2 separate regions of the Sus scrofa genome follow, and region 2 is linked to region 1. The links are chromatin contacts, called in public promoter capture Hi-C maps. All regions are on one chromosome and are shown on one strand. The core of a region is the stretch at or near the end of the contact, and the rest is flanking DNA. Distances in the headings are between cores, read along the strand shown. Region 1 holds the start of SHH (sonic hedgehog). Region 2 holds the start of RBM33 (RNA-binding protein 33).

What was found. Promoter capture Hi-C pulls out the DNA fragments that hold promoters and counts their contacts.
Region 2: a contact with region 1 is called in a promoter capture Hi-C map of liver, with 3 times the contacts expected there. The contact joins the promoter of RBM33 here to the promoter of SHH in region 1. A contact is called at or near these places in 1 of 5 promoter capture datasets (liver) and 1 of 47 Hi-C or Micro-C datasets (liver).

The regions. Positions count from the first base shown.
Region 1 is chr18:2,544,313-2,548,190 of Sscrofa11.1, reverse strand. SHH (sonic hedgehog) reads right to left here and starts at 1,989. Exons shown (of 4, transcript NM_001244513.1): 1 at 1,690-1,989. The coding sequence starts at 1,989.
Region 2 is chr18:2,674,271-2,678,148 of Sscrofa11.1, reverse strand. It overlaps RBM33 (RNA-binding protein 33), which reads left to right and starts at 1,945. Exons shown (of 20, transcript XM_021079037.1): 1 at 1,945-2,090. The coding sequence starts at 2,048.

The sequences.
Region 1 (3,878 bases), core at 740-3,239:
CGATAGCCCGGGAGGGAGTAAGTGGAGCCGAGGTGCGTCTGCCGGGTGCGCGGCTACGTGCGCTCGCACTTGGCGGCGGGGCGACGAGGTCCGGGGCCCCCCGGCAGGGCACGAGCCGGGACCCGGCTCCCGCGTGGGCCCGGCGCGTAGGGTGGCGGACGCTGAGCCCTCTGGCGGCACGCGGACCGCCAGCGTCCCCGCCCCCGCCGCTTCCTCTCGCCTCGCAGCCCTCTCCCCGGTTCCGAGGGATCCTGGGAAGACCCCTTCCCTCCCTCGGGGAGCGAAGGTGACCAGGGGCTCGGAGCCCCGCGCGAGCTGGAGAGCTGCGGCAGCCGGCCGTGCGCACCGGGCGCCCCGCGGCCTGCGCAGAGTTAATTGCGGCTGGCGCTGCTCTCGGGCACAGGCGCGCGCGTCCACCCTCGCGGTCCAGATTTAAGGTGGTCGGCAGCAGATGCGAGAGCGAGGGGTAGGGACCCTTCCCTCCGCGCTCTCTCCCGCCCCGTCCGTCACCTGGAGCCGGCTGCCGGGCCTGCCCCTCCTCTCCTTCCTCGGCTCCCCAGCAAGGCCGAGAACCGGGCTGGGCAGTGGAGCGGCCCGGTGGTGGCTCCACTCTCCCTCCCAGCCTCCCTTGCACTTGCGCCCCACCAGCGCCGCGCCGTCAGCGGCGGTGCGCTCCTAGCCCTAAAGGTAGGACTCGAATATTTTAATAGGGCAATAAAAAGGCTGTTGACCTATATTTGCCAGGAAATCCATTTCTAGCTTCAGTTCTACGTGCATGGAGTTTCAGAAAGTCTACCACTGGCGCGGAGATTGGCAGCCAGAAGTCTCCAGCGGAGGTGGGGAGGGAGAGAGAAATGCGTGTTTTGCTTTGGTTCGTCTTTCCAGCCCCCCTCCCGCTAATATCTAGTCGCTCCTAATTCCTATGGAAGCAGGTTGAAAACTAGCGTGATGCAATGCCAGCAAGTTCTAAGTCCCTCCCCCCTGTACCGCTGGCTCGGGAGAATGAGAGGGCATCCTTAAAGAAATATCGATACGTTCACACTCTGATGGGCACCACTGCCAGCGATGGATTCGCAGTGGAGCTGAGTGAGCCGGTCAGGGACCAGCCCAGCCACCACCGGAGCCCCCACCTTTTGTCAGAACTGCCTCCTGGCTTTTTCACTTGAGGGTCTTTGGGGCGGCTTTGGGGGGTGCGGGGGGGGGGGAAGAAGAGGTGGGAGAGAAAAGCACAGAGGCCAAGGGAAATGTGGGAGCTGGGAGGTGACACTAGCCCGATGACCTAGACACCACTTTAGGTTCCTGGAGGGGTTCTTACCCCCGTCCCTCCATGTCCACTCCCAACTTGCAAAGGACAGGTGCCCCCAACGTGACGGTCTCCCCGAGTTACAAGCCAGAGCCGAGGCAGGATGGGAAGGCCACCAGGCAGGCAGGACAGATCACACCAGGGCCATCTGTGGACCACATCTCCTACCGCCCTCACCCCCACCCCCACCCTAAACTTCTCCAGCTGGACCCTTCACCTCCATTCCCCTCCAGGAAGAGGAAGGGATGGTTGAGGCAGGCAGGTGGGTGGGGAAGGAGAGGGCAAAATCGCCTCTCTACCTGCCTGCAGAGCAAACAGACCGAACTGCACGGCTACACGTAACCCCTGGAAAGCAGCACATTCCACGCCCCGCGCTGGGTTTCTACCTGAGTCATCAGCCGGTCGGCTCCAGTGTTTTCTTCATCCTTAAATATGATGTCGGGGTTGTAATTGGGGGTGAGTTCCTTAAATCGCTCTGAGTTTCGTGTAATCTTCCCTTCGTATCTTCCGCTGGCCCCTAGGGTCTTCTCCGCCACGTTGGGGATAAACTGCTTGTAGGCTAAAGGGGTCAGTTTTTTGGGGTGCCGCCTCTTCCCGAACCCCCTGCCGGGTCCGCACGCCAGCCCCGAGCACAGGAGCAGGGAGGAGATGAGCATCACCAGCAGGCATCTCGCCAGCAGCAGCATCTCGTCCATGGAACCCGGGGACCTCAAGGCTGGCCCGAGCAGGTCTGGGTGCGCGAGCGGGCGGGTGCGCGAGTGTGGGCGCCTGTGGGCTCTCCCTGCCTCGCTCCGGCTGGCTGCGGGCGCCCTCGCTCTCTGCCTCGATCTTTCTCTTCCTATATAACCTTGCCCGCCGCCGCTGCGGGGGACTCGCCACGGATCCCCACCCAGACGGGGGCTGGCACGGCAGGCTGCTGGCCGCTGATAACGGAACACATCGGAGTTGGGGCGCAAGACAGCAATCAAAAGACAAAAAGAGTCTGATTTTAAATGGTAGCAAGCCTGAGAGCTTGTGAGCGGGGCTGCCTTCAGTACTATATTATAGCTGCCAGGAACGTATCTGATTGGCCAAAGCAGGACAAGCTTGTCTTCTGATGTTTAACCCTAAAAAAGACTAATTTTTTTTTCCTGTGGCTGCTGTTGCTTTATTTTCACCTGAAGGCTTCTAGCTAAAAGAAAAAAAAAACCAACACATCTTTGCTAAGACAAAGGTGAGAGGGAGGGGGGGGTGTTCCTTCGGATAACGTCAGCCAGCCCGGCCTGCGCGCGCCTCCCGTTCCCCCTTCACTTTCTCCAGAATGGTAGGTGCTTCAGTTAAAATCAACTTAAGTTTTTAAAGGACAATCTAGAACCCCCGCCAGCCCCCGCCCCCCAAGCTCCCATCCTCAAACAAATCGTCTCTCTCTAAGGTTCGAGGGGCCCAGCCGCCCAGGTTTTATTTAAATGTTTTCCCAGAGACTTTCTCTTGCAGGCCGGGCTTCCCTGCATTTGAAAGAAAGAGAGTCTGTGCCTCCTCCTGAAAATCCCAGTGGCCGCAACTGGCGGGACCTGGGAAGGTGGTGCCTTGAGCACCTTAGGAAAACTTGGACATTCTGCCGCTTTATGGTGTCTCAATTGGTGCAGTATTTTTAACTCTCTGGACGTGGAATGGGGGCGAGCCCAGGGGCTGGTGCAGAGGGCGGCCGAGGGCTCGTCTGGCTGGCCGGGCCCAGTGGGTCTCGGTGCTGCACCCCAGCTCAGAGAGGGGAGCTGGGAGCTGGTGCCTGCGTGGTGGGCGGAGGCCCACTGTGCCTGGGGGCGGGGGTAGCGGGCGAGTGGGCAAGGCTGTGCACACACCACCCCCATGATTCGATCGATCGGAGCAAAGTGCAGGCCAGGGATGAGCTGAAAGTGGAATTCAGGCTCCTTCTACATCAGGCCGAGCTGGCTTCCCAGGGGCACGGCAGGCCAGTCCTCGGGGCCTGGGGGCTGCAGCCCCAGATGGGGCATGGCCCGGGCACTGTGTTCTGCTCAGAGGGGGCTTCTGGGAGGGGCACCGTGCTCAGAGCCGGCAGAGCTGGACTCCCCATTTTTTTAAGAAACAAACTAAAAAAGTCTCACTTAAACCAGAAAAAGACAATCTGAGGCCCCCCTTTTGCAGAACGTGCCCTCCTGCCTCGCTCAGACACAGTTACTGCTCTGGAGTAAGCCCAGGGGGTGGAGGGACCAGGGGAGGCCTGGGTGTCACTCTGTGACCTTAAACGCTCTCCCTTGACCCCTGCCTGGCCGGGTGGAGCCGGGTCTGAAGGCTCAGTCCTCAAACAATGGGGCACCCGCGCAGTCGGCCAAGCTCCTGGGTGGACAGAATTTGGGGGGAGGGTGTGGACGGGGCCGCTGAGAAGCTCTAGCTGGGCCCTTGCAGACACCGAGGCCTTTTCTAGTCTATGATTTGTGAAGGTCCCCCACTTAACGAAGGCCTCGCAGTAGGGCAGATGCAGAAAGACGACTCCTCGCTGTACCCAGAGGCTGGCCTGCTTGAGGTGGTCCCCCACAGCGATGTGTTCGGGGGCTTGAGGAGCCACGGGGTCCTGGGG
Region 2 (3,878 bases), core at 696-3,195, 130 kb before region 1:
CTGCAGAATAGAGAGTAGCGTTTGTCTTGGTGGAGATTTATAGGAAGACTGTGACCAGACCCAGGGGACAGCTTCAAGAACAAAGGATTCTGGTACCAAGAAGTTTGCAACAAGCAACCACAACCGTTCCTCTTTTAGTATAAAAGAAGGCGGTTCTTTGTGACGTGATCTTCTTGGTCTGCTGGCTTGGTGAATACAACGACTTGTCTCTCCGTTTATTGGCCTGGCATGGGAAAGTGGTATGAGAGTGGTAACAGTTTAGTCTGCACTCTCTACAAAGACATACCACTTACAATCATCAAAATAAGGAAGTTAATTTTGCTGTATTACTCCCATCTTATCTTCAGACTCTGGATTTTTGCAAGTTGTTTCAATAACATTCATTACAGTGAAAGGATCCAGTTCAGAATCATGTATTGGATTCAGTGGTCATGTCTTTTTTTTTTTTTTTTTTGTCTTTTTAGGGCTGCACCCACAGCATAGGGAGGTTCCCAGGCTAGGGGTCTAATTGGAGCTGTAGCTGCTAGCCTACGCCAGAGCCACAGCAACGCCAGATCCGAGCTGCATCTGCGACCTACACCACAGCTCATGGCAACACCAGATCCTTAATCCGGCCAGGGATCGAACCCAAAACCTCATGGTTCCTAGTCAGTTTCCTTTTCGATGTCCCACGACAGGAACTCCGGTCATGCCTTTTCTTCTTCAGTCTGAAACACGTCCTCTGGTTTGGCTTTCATAATTTTGACACTCGAAGATTAAAGGCCAACTGTTTTGTGGTATGTCCCCCATTTTTTTGGTCCTTACTTTTTCGAGATTAGACTCAGTGAGGTATCTGTGACAGGATTTTATCACAGAAGCGATGCTGTTTCTTCTTACTGCATCCTTTCCGGTGGCACACAATTCAGATTTACCCCATTCCTGAAAATTTTTACTTCCTTCAGTTAAGGTGTTTCAGAGGCTTTTCCACCTGAAATTATTCTTTTCCACTAACAGTGCAGCGCTCCCCTGTGCCACTTGCAATTCTGGAATCCTAAGAAGTCCTTTGACACCTCCGAGCCAAGGTCTTTGCTCAGCCTTCTCTTTCCACCCTTTCCTTTCCCCATAAGCCCTACATTCATTGTTACTGAAGCAACCTTTGCAGCTTGCGTGTTCTTAAAGGCCTCATTACATCCGCACCGGTCTTCCCCGTCCCCAACTGCCAACAAGTCAGAAGTCGCCTTCGGATGCCTGATCCCAAGCATCCCTCAGCCTTCTACAACTCTTATCTCCCAGGACCCTTCCCTTAAGGTCACTTGTTAGCATCCCGCTGTGGACAAGTCTTGCGGCTCAAACGCTACCTCTCGCGCACATGTCGCTACGGCGGCCGTTCCGGCCGCACCCGCTCAGCGCACCTGCCTCCGCCGCAGACCCCCCAGTGCGCATGCCCGGCACCACCCCCACGGCGTGCTCGTCCCCGCTGTCAGCCCGCAGCGCAGTTTACTCCGCCCCCCGCCGCGCGCCGCACAGTCCAGACACAGAAAGCAAGCTCCGGCCCCATTACCGGGCGCGGGATCTCCTCCCTCACTCTTCCAACGGGACCTCCGCCGGCCGTAAAGCTCGGCGCCAACTGCTGCAAAGCGACTCACGACAGAGCCCGGGGCCGAACTACGGCGGGCCGCCGCCCCCGCCCCCTTCAAACATTGGGGTTTCTGGAGCGGAACGAGGCGGCCGCTGGTGTGTTTGCCTTCCGCCCTCGGCCTGCGTCCCTCGGAGGCGGCTCGGAGCCGCCGCGGCCTGCAGGGGAGGCCCCGCGCCGGTGCCTCCCGGCCGCCATCATCCCGGCGTGCACCTCGGCGGCGGGCCGAGCCGGCGGCCATGTTGCGATAGTTTGTTGTTTTCTTCCTGCGGAGGAGCAGGCCGGAGGGGCCCGCGACCCGCCGGCCGCGCCGCCCCCCGCGCCCCCGGCCCGGCCCGCCGCCCCGGCCCGCCGCCCCCCGTCCTCCCTGCGCGTCCCCGGGCCCCGGCTGGCTTGGTGGGGCGAGGCTGAAGGCCGGGCCCAGTGCACACCATGGCGACCGCCCTGGGAGCGGGCGGAGGAGCCGGCGCCGGAGGTAAGGGAGGCGGCGCCGCGCGGGAGGCGGCTGTGGCGGTGGGGGTTCCGGGGGCCGCTCCTGGCCGTCGGGGGTCTGGTCCCCTGAGAGGCGGGCGGGGGTCGGGCCTCGGCGTGCCCGCCGCCCTGGCGTCGCCAAGCGCCAGGCCCACCGGAGGCGGGGCGCCGGCCTGGGTGGGGGGCAGCTGTGGCCCCGGGAGGGTGGTCCCGACGGTTCCGGGAGGTTTCCAGGCCGGTGCCGCAACCGGGCCAGACCGAGGACGGGTTCTGAGAGAGCGGTCTCCGCGAGCTGCTCTCGTGCTCTGGGAGCTCCTCAGTCGTGGGGTACGAGCCCACTAGTGCTGGGTTATCAGCACCTTGCAGACGTGGGAACCGGACCGAAGAGGTTTAGATACCGGTGCAGTGCCTTTGGGTGTTTCCTTCGTTGTCCAAGCGTAGATGAGTTCGAGAGGGTACTTAGTGAAAACACATTTCAGGTAAAATCACTTTTTGGTTGGAACCCCATTTTGTGGATGGAGGGCTTTTTTTTTTTTTTTTTTTTTTAATAATGGGAAAAAAAACCCACTTGAAAGTGACTTGTATGACTGTTCGAAAACTTTGATGAAGGAGCCCCTTAGATGATGAAAGTATGAACCGCGACAGCATTTGAGGTTGTTTTCGTTATTGAGACGTGTAACCATCCTTTTGTGTATTTTTTTTTTTTTTTTAGTGATGCTTGCTTATGAGCACGTTGCCATAGTCCTGCCTAGGACTTTGAGACGCTGCTTTGGCAAAATGAGACCAAACGCAGCAATGTCGCTCCTGGCAGTACGATTTGGTGTAGACTTTTTATTTATTTATTTATTTTTTGGTCAGATGACTTTTGCGTGTTAGAGCTGAAGCTTTCCAGTTAAAGTTTGAAAAGATGTGTTCTTTTCTTAGTTGGTTGCTTTCTGGCGGTCAAAGTCGTGGTTTTGTATCCTTGTCACAGTATAGTCTGGAAACTCCTGGGTCAGGACTGGTTTCATTAATGCTAAGGTTATTTGCATGTTTCACCCCTCTGAGCATCGAGGAGTTTTCCCGAGGCTGTGTGACACGTGAACGCTTTGTCGTGTAGACGGGTGAGGGAATGTGTTCTTATGTTTTCATGTTTCTCATTTTTACTTTCGAAGGAAGCAAATGTCAGTGAATGCAGTCCACAGAAACAGAAGCTTTTTGGCGGCCTCAGTAAATCTGAGTCCAGAAAGTTTGGGAATTGCTATTTTAGGGGGTTAGGTAGGCTTGATCCTTTGTGATTTTTCCCTAGTGCCTGGTTTCCCATCGCTCTTAGTCTAAAGGCAGACTCGAGGCACCGAGGCGCGTGAGTTCTGCAGGCTCGGCCCCCCGCCTCCCCAGGCTGTTGGTCAGCCTGCCCTCCCTCTGGTCTCCTTCAAGCTCCTTGCCAGGCCGATCTTCTGTCCCACGTGTGTCTATCTCTTCCTTTCGTGCCTCCCTCTCCTTGGTTCGGTGGCACCCTAGTTTCTTCAGAACATTTATGGCAGTTTGTAATTTTATTTGGTTATTTCCTTTTTTAAAACGTCTCTTCTTAACAAGACTATGTTAAGTAGTCTGTAAGCCCCTTGAGGACAGGAATGCTGCATGTTTTACCTTCCTTGTATTCCAAGTTCCTGGCATGTTCAACAAATATTTGAGGAGTGAATGAAAGTGAAAACTTTTCTCTCTGAATCCCTTTGCACCCTGTTGGCAAACGTAAGTTGCACATTTACAGCTGTGTGGCCTTTTACGGTTTAAGGTGGAATCACGTATTCCT